Linked DNA regions of Ovis aries: all the other regions are linked to region 1. The links are chromatin contacts, called in public Hi-C maps. All regions are on one chromosome and are shown on one strand. Each heading gives the region's core, a stretch centred on a gene start, on an enhancer-like site or on the middle of the called end of the contact. The rest is flanking DNA. Distances are from core to core; before and after follow the strand shown. Region 1 holds the start of MARCKS (myristoylated alanine rich protein kinase C substrate). Region 2 has its middle 510 kb from the start of MARCKS. Region 3 has its middle 370 kb from the start of MARCKS.

Evidence for each region. Hi-C and Micro-C count contacts between places; a contact is called where the count stands out from the background.
Region 2: a contact with region 1 is called in a Hi-C map of omental adipose tissue, with 3 times the contacts expected there. The contact joins the enhancer-like site here to the promoter of MARCKS in region 1. A contact is called at or near these places in 8 of 16 Hi-C or Micro-C datasets (blood, hypothalamus, liver and 4 more).
Region 3: a Hi-C map of mixed tissues shows a contact between it and region 1, with 3 times the contacts expected there. The contact joins the enhancer-like site here to the promoter of MARCKS in region 1. A contact is called at or near these places in 3 of 16 Hi-C or Micro-C datasets (blood and mixed tissues).

What each region holds. Positions count from the first base shown.
Region 1 is chr8:23,840,220-23,842,969 of ARS-UI_Ramb_v3.0, forward strand. MARCKS (myristoylated alanine rich protein kinase C substrate) reads right to left here and starts at 1,388. Exons shown (of 2, transcript XM_015097338.4): 1 at 904-1,388. The coding sequence starts at 1,005.
Region 2 is chr8:24,349,220-24,351,969 of ARS-UI_Ramb_v3.0, forward strand. No RefSeq gene overlaps it. Among named protein-coding and RNA genes, the nearest start is that of MARCKS, 510 kb to the left of the region's middle. Within about 2 kb of position 1,337, at least 2 of the 54 cell types and tissues checked have an H3K27ac peak or open chromatin away from gene starts, as enhancers often do.
Region 3 is chr8:24,208,354-24,211,103 of ARS-UI_Ramb_v3.0, forward strand. No RefSeq gene overlaps it. Among named protein-coding and RNA genes, the nearest start is that of MARCKS, 370 kb to the left of the region's middle. Within about 2 kb of position 1,373, at least 5 of the 54 cell types and tissues checked have an H3K27ac peak or open chromatin away from gene starts, as enhancers often do.

The sequences.
Region 1 (2,750 bases), core at 138-2,637:
CTAGGAAAAGAGGCGTGGTGGTTGCCCGGTGTTTGTGAAGCAGCCACCCTTGGCCGACCTCTCGCGCCCACCCAACTGTGGCCATCTGCCTGGATTCGGGCAGCGTCGGGGTAGCCCCCGCAGTGGTCCAGGCGCCACGCACTCCAACAATCTCGACCGAAACACACGAACTGCCTCCTGTTGACCATCTGGACAGGTTCTTCAAAGAACCATAGTCTTCCCACCCTAGGGAGACCATTTAAAAGTCAGATGGGTGTGTAATTCCACAGACAACTACGAATAAAGACTTAGAACAGTGAGAAAAGCCCATCGAAAGGTAGTGAAACCTGCCCACCTCCAGCCAGCCAGCAACCTTTCCAAGAACCCAAGTCACGCCACCTCGGTATACAATAAGACAGCTCTCCTTCCCTCCTCAGCCTTTCTTCACCGCCATCCCTACTGCGCTCCCCCCCCCCCCTTCTCTACCCACACACACACAATCACACCAGAAATCCTGAAGGCGACCCAGTCTCGACAACAAACACGAGAGCCACCCAAACACCTTTGTGCCCACCAAGCACAAATGCAACCTGGCTGGGGATGGGGGTGTGGGGTAGCACCTAGCTAGTCAGGTTATTTGCCAAGCTCCAAACACGCCATTTTAAACGATTTATCACTTCTTTCCTCCCATCTACACAAGAATTCGCCAGGATTCTCTGGGAACCATTACTTTGGGAGTCAGGGGAGACCCCACCTATGAAAAATTGACAATTTGGTTATCGCTTTCCATTCAACTTTCAGACTGGAATCTGGCCACGCTTCTTTCCGCCGAAGGCGCCTCGGGCACGACCAAGGAGGGAAGGGGAAGCGCCGGGACTAGAGAAAGACACCAAATAAATGACCAGAACCACAGGTAGAATTTACCTGCCCATTCGCTTTAGAAGGCGACGAGGCCACAGCCGCCTCCCCGGGCCTTTCCGCGGTGGCTTCTCCCTTCGCGGCGGTCTTGGAGAACTGGGCACCCATGCTGGCTTCTTCAACAAAGAAACTCAACAGATCCAAAGGGGGAACAAAGAGCTTCGGGTTGGTGTAACGACGGGGCAAGCGGCAGCAGCAGCGGCAGCAGCAGCGGCAGCGGCAGCACACACACCGGAGGGAGGGGGGAGTGGGGGTGGTGAAGAGGACAGAACAGAACCGATTAAATACACGCCGGATGAAAAAATTTTAGTCGTAGAGATCAAAAAGCAGCAGCGCAGGAGGGAGGGGAAAAGGGTGGAAAAGTCGAGCACAAAAAACGGAGCCCAAGTGTAGTTTTTTAAAAAAAAGAAGTAATAAAAAAATCCCAGATTTGTAGCCGCACTGTAGACAAGAGGAAAATGGAGAAATCTCCCTGGTTGCTAATAAGATGCGGGGTCCAACGCCCAAGTGCACAGATGAATGGGCTCGCGGGCGCTGACGCGGCCCCCGCGCTCGCCGGCCAATCCTCGCGCCGCACACAAAGCAGGGGGCGGGGCCTGCGCGCCCGGCGAACAATGGAGCCGCGCTTTGCAAACGGTTTGAAAATCAGCCTCAGACCGAGAATTAATGTCCTCCAAATAAATAAATCAATTAAAAAATACATGCCTTTCGCCTCCTCCTGCTTGAAAATAATAATGCAGTACTGGATTGGCTTGCTTTGTTTGTAATTAATTAACGCGGGGGGGGGCGGGTACTTGTGGATGAGGGCGGAGAAAGCGTTAACTTGACTCGCTTTGGCTCTAGTCTGTCTATAACCGTGTCTCTCCTTCCACTCCCTCCCCTCCCCCATCTTTCCGTGTGTTTATGTGTATGTGTATGTGTGTGTCTGTACGCAAGTTTTTAAGACAATGGTTGGGATTTGGGTGCAGCATGTTTTCTGTGTCTGTTCTATATAGGTTTCACAGATCTTGCACAGGATTTGTTCTTCTAACCGTTGCAAATGTGAAATCGCCCCAAATCGAAAGGTATTTAAACCAAGAAGATCGAATTTCATCAAAAGAGATCGCGAGTTAGAATTAGGTCTGTAGGCCAGATGTGGAAAATGCAAAACCAGCAAGCAGAAGAAGCCACACTCCCTTCTCTATTCTACAGTGACTTGAAATAAAATATTTCGAGATTAGACTCTGCGCTCATCAACCCTCTCCCCTCCCCCAGCCCGTATTAGTGATTACCCACCCCCCCCAACATTATAAAGTGAGAATCATGAACAAAAAATCGAAATGGCTTGCATTTTATCACTGTATGAAATGATGGTTTTCCTCTATGGTGAAATGACACAGTCTAGAGTGTGCGAATCCATATTTACAGTTGGGATGCGATTCGCGTCGCTATGAATCTTTTTCAGTCTACTGCCAGGATCAGATAGACTCTTTTTCTGAACGTGTGTGAATGTGCAAGCAAGCGAGTGGACTCCTAGAAGGAAGGAGGCAGCAGCGATGAAATTCTGAACAACCGGATTGATTATTACAATTTCTAAGGAGAAATTACATATTGAGAAACAGCAAGAAGACACATGAACACTCCAAGCCTAACTTGGGTTAGAGAAAAAGCTTCTATGAGGAAACCCAGGGTATCTCCAACTGCATCTCTTGTCGCGGAAATACCAGATGCTGTTTGTGCGTGAAAGACAGCGCGCTGATTTAAATAATGGAGGGGGAGAAGGTAGGGGCAAAAATCAAGGATACATACACTTACACATACTCTTATAAGCATTCTCCTACCACCTACATTTTTGCTCCCAGAGTTTTCACTCG
Region 2 (2,750 bases), core at 87-2,586, 510 kb after region 1:
CTGTCGATGAACTGACGAGATTTGGCAAGCTGGTGTGTGAATCTGGTGGCCAGGTGTCTTGGTGCGGTTGAGACAGGAGCTAACAGATTCGACATGTAGGAATATTGCTCCCAGATGCTCCCCCAAGGGAAAGAACAACTTTCTTTCGGTGACCTGTCCTTTCAAGATCAGTCCTATGCTGCAGGCACTGCAATTAATTAGCTCTGTGAGAGGAAGCAATGCATCATGGGTGTCTTTCTGCCAGAAAAAATAAGCAGTTCCAGAGGGTGCTGCCGATTTCTTAGTAAAATCCAGTGGTCTGTGTCTGGAGGTTGTCCAAGGCAAATCAAATAAAGAAATCTTCAGATATTGAGGTGATAAGGGAGAAAGAACACAATAATGATGACTGGTGCTGATTTTGACCTGAAGAGAAACCTAACAGGCAAAGCCGTGTCCCAGATAGTCGTGGCCCTTGCTGCCGAAGTCTGCAGAAAAATACAACCGGAATTCGATGCCCCTGATGTCAGTGCCGTGATGTCCAGAGCCCCACCGCCTGTCAGTTCTCAAATACTATTGTATCACTTGGAAACAAATATCTGTCTGACAGTATTTTGACATTTGTATGTTTAAGAGACTTTGTTACTCAATATGAATTGCATTAGCAAAGCTTTTTCAGCTTGTCATTTCAGCAGAGTTCTCAGCGTTCTTGCTGTCTTCCAAACTCTAGAATGAAATGCCTATCTTGTCAACCACTTTCATGATTCCAGATTACACATCCTGAAAAATGAAACCATCTCTGTGCAGAACTGGATTGACAACATCTGAATCCATGTTGCTAATGAGACAGTTTAGGCAAAGTAACACAGATACTGGGCAGGCATGGGTTATGTTGCCCAGGTTTCAGGGAAACTAGCCCAAGTCATGGCTCTCTCATCCTCTAAGGGTCTCTGTCCTATACCCAGGGTCTAAGAGGAAAGTTTGACTGATTCCTTCTTGGAATATAAATGTATTTTATTCATTCATTCTATTACATGAAATTATTATTGTTTACTTCCCCCAAATTAAATAGATTTCTGTGTTTCTATTTCCCATTGTTCATTTTTAGCCTTCTGTATCATCTCTTGGGGCTTCCCAGGTGACTAAGTGGTAAAGACTCACCTGCCAAAGCAAGGGACAGGGGTTCAGGCCTTGGGTTGGGAACACGCCCTGGAGGAGAAAATGGCAACCCAGTGTTCTTGCCTGGAGAATTCCATGGACAGAGGAGCCTGGTGGGCTACAGTCCATGGGGTTGCAAAAGAGTTGGAAGTGACTGAGCGACTGAGCCTGCTCACATGCATTATCTCTTTATTACTCTGAAGAGCAGGAAAGAAGTCACTCTGTTGTGTGAAAAATATGTCCTATTGCAGGTTCTGGTTAGGGTCATCTGGGACAGTTCTGATAATGTTTCAGATATTCCATACGCCTCACTTCAGGTTACATAAACCTTCCTTTTTATTAGATTTCAAAGAGAAAAAAGAAAAAGTAATGTGTTTAACTCCTGGGATTTAAAAACCTGTAATTAATTTGAACCAAGCTGTATTACTTTTTGCAAGGCTCTCTTTTAAAATTTTTGTTGGTTTATTAGAAAAAAATCAAAAAGACTTTTACAGTTTTCTTTTAGAAATAGGATGGATTAACTGGCCTTAGTACTTCATAGGGCTTCTCAGATGGTAAAGAATTTGCTTACAGTGTGGCAGACTGGGGTTCAGTGCCTGGGTTGGGAAGATACCCTGGAGAAGAGACTGGCAGTCCGTTTCAATATTCTTGCCTGGAGAATCCCCATGGATAGAGGAGCCTGGTGGGCTACACTCCATAGAGTCGCAAAGAGTCAGACATGACTGAGTTACTAAGGACAGTACTTCTGTATTATATTAATTTTATATTATACTGTATGTGAATTTCCATTCTTTTTCTTTGAAGCTTGTGTCAGTGATCATTTTACTGTCTTTCAGCTCTGAATCCACCCTTCTCTGCCCTGCTTTGGGAAAATGAACTGGACCCTGTAAACATTTTCCCTTTGCTGCTGGTGTGATGCTCAACTTTGCCAATAGAGGGCACTAGAGGGATACTACAAGTTGATGGTGCCAGGTTGATACTTCCCTCTGGGTTCCAGGCTTCTATTTGTTATTCAGCGTGGAAGTCTGGAAGTTCCAGCTACACTTTGATCAACCAGGGGCTGCTTCTGGGTACCTCTTATGGACCATATCTGTGGTAGCTTTGGTTGAACTCTCAGACTACACCCTCTTTGAAGAAATCCGAATCTCAGTTTGGGGTCCCTTTCCCTCAGCTAAGAGGTAGTGGCTGCCTTTTTGCACATCGAAACTCCAGACTGCTTAGAGTTCTCTTTTAGCCCTTTTAGTAGTTCACCTCCTTTTATAAATTAATAACTACTTATATTTCTTTATTTTCTACTCAAACTACTGATCTGATTTCTGTCTCCTGACAGGACCCTTACTGATGCAAGTTGTTTACAGGTTCTTAATGTTCTTAATGTATACATATCTAATCCATTTAATATTTTTCAAATTTTCTAAGAGAGGGGGAGGCCCTTGCTTCTGTATTTGTAATTTTTTTATTCCCTTCAAAACTTTGTATAATATTCCGTATTAATTGGGCTTCCCTGGTAGGTCAGTTGGTAAAAAATCCCACCTGCAATGCAGGAGAGCCTAGTTCGATCCCTGGATCAGGAAGATCTGCTGGAGAAGAGATAAGATTACCCACTCCAGTATTCT
Region 3 (2,750 bases), core at 123-2,622, 370 kb after region 1:
CTCCTGGATTGCTGGCAGACTCTTTACCATCTGAGGTACCAATGTTAACAATTTGAATACAAAGTATGATAGTGTTTCCATTATACTTTGTGTTTGAGAATATGGGAAAGTATAAGTGTTCCCATTATGCTTCATATATGAGAATATGGAAAGGAGATTAGCATTATGAGTCTCACTTTATAATTAAATGAATTGGTACAATAATTTAAAAAATTCATTAATTCATTAGCAACATTTTAAGTTTTTTCTTCTGATTATTAAATAATAATATGTATACATTATAGAAAACTGAAAACACAAAAAAAGGATTTAGAAAGAAAGTAATCATGCATAATATTCCAAGAATATCCTGACTAACATTTTGTTATACTTAGATCATTGTTATCTCATTCTCTCCATGGGTATTATGGCTATAACTTTGCACAACCAGAATCATAAAGCATAGGTTTCTTTTTTTAATACTTGATTTCTTAATATGTTTTACTTTTCTGTCCATTAAAACATCATTTTCAAGGATGTTTAATATTCTTCTGTTACATACAAGTCATACATATGATGCTTGCACCATTGGATATTTCAAAAATTATTCAGCTTCTACTCTTGATTATTTATAATTATTTTTTGTTCTATTTTGTTTCACAGTCAGTGTGGCACTGGATTGAACATCTTTACATATATGTTTTTGTTTGCATTTGGAATTGTTTATTAAGTCTAAGGTTCTACAAAAATAATTAGGTCAGAGAATGTTTGAAGTACTTGATATGTATCACTACTTTGTTTTCCAAAAATTTTTGACAAACATTGTTGACTTTTTACCATATGTGTAATACTAGTGGGACAAAGTTGGCAGTAGGTAGTGATGAGTTGAATTGGAAGATGGGATCCAAACATGAACAAGACCTCAAAGCAAATCTGGCCTCAGAAAGAAAATAAGGTTATAAATAAAAGTGGGGCATTGTGGAAATAATGGAGTGTGGGTTAAAACTGAGAGCAGCCAAGGTCAAATTACTAAATGAAAACAGTAGCATTTTAAAATCCTAGCCCTAAGGAATGATGCAAGGTTATGTGTCCTAACTGGTTTGGAAGACAGAGAACAGACTAGTCCGTGGGAGTGGTCTTGTGTGGGTCTTCCCCAAGGTCACAGAGTTCGTTAAGGACCCAGGATCTGGGCCTTTTGATCCTCTGGTCAGTGCACTTTTCGCCACATCACGATGACTCTCACGTGTGCATTGAAGAGTCAGATTACCACACCAGACGTGGTGTAACGGAGTGACGAAATGCGTGACATAGACTCATGCTTCCTGAGTCAGTGGTTCCCTATCCAGGGACTATGAGCTGGGTCAGGTTAAATTTCACAACAGTTACCGAACATGTGCTTTTGCTTTGTTCCCATGACCTTCTGCAGATTGGCTCACTGTTTCCCGCTAACCCCACCTCTGACCCAAGTCATCCATGAGAAGATTCTAACAGGTTGTTGCATCCTCAAAACTGCTGTTTCTCTTGATGTTCTCTTCCCCGTGCTCTACAACAAGTCTTTTGCACGTGCCGCCTCATGTGTTGTGGGAGGTTCAGCATTTATGAGTCAGTTTTAAAAACTGAGCATTACTCTGCACCAGCTCCTGGAAGCAGAGCTGTGAACAAGAAAGGCACGTCTGCTCCTCAGAGGGTGAACTCTAATGAAGGGAGACAGACAAAAACCGAGCAATTTAATAGACACAGTAACTTCAGATAGTAAAAATATTTTAAAGAAAGTGACAACAAAGGGGATAGAAGGGTGGGGTGAGTTGGGAGATTAGGATTGACATACCCACGCTATTGATAATGTGTATAAAGCAGATAGCCAATGAAAACCTCCTGTATAGCACAGGGACCCTTACTTAATGCTTGGTGGAGACCTAAATGGGAAGGAAATCAAAAAAAGAGGGGATTAATGCGTACATATGGCTGACTCACTTTGCTGTACAGCAAAAAAAAAAACCAACAATACAACATTGTAAAGCAACTATACTTCAATAAAAATTTTAAATGTAGATTAAAAGAAAGAAAATAAAGTAAACCAGATAATATGATAGAGGTGAAGCTTGAACCTTATCTAGGTCCATGGACAGGAAGGCCTCTTTGAGGAGATGCCTTTTAGGTAAGATCAGGATGGCAAGAAGGAGTTACCTTGTGAAGACTGGGGAAGAGCATTCTGTACAGGAAGGATGCCAGCTGCAAAGGCTCCAAATCAGGAACAGGCTTGGCATGTTCAAGAAATAGAAAAACAGTCTGTGTGCCTATAAGGTAGTGAGTGAGGGGGAGTAAAGGAAAAGACAGTCTTAGACCTGGGCCAGACCTGTGGGGTCTGGAAACCTGCCTGTCACCCAGGACTCCTCTCTCCCTGCAGGCATCCTCTACTTCAGATTATTTACCTCAAATTAGCCCCCTCATTATTCCTCAGAGCTCTCCCCTTTTGCTGGCTTATATCAAGTCTCTCTAGGGTAGTCTGAATCCTTCCTGCTAACATCAGATTTCCTTACCTTAGTTTACTCCCAGGTTAACATAGGAGGGATGTTTCTAAATGCAATCTGACTGTACCACTATAGATTTCAAGTAACATGCAAGAAAGCCTCCCCAGAGCAAACAAAACCTCTCCTTATCTGGTCCAGCCTTGTTTCTTACCACCCTCTTCTCCTGTCTTCACATTCCTTCCCTCTTTATTCCCCCTTCTCATATTTACTTTTTCTCAAGCTATCCAGAGCTTCTCTCTG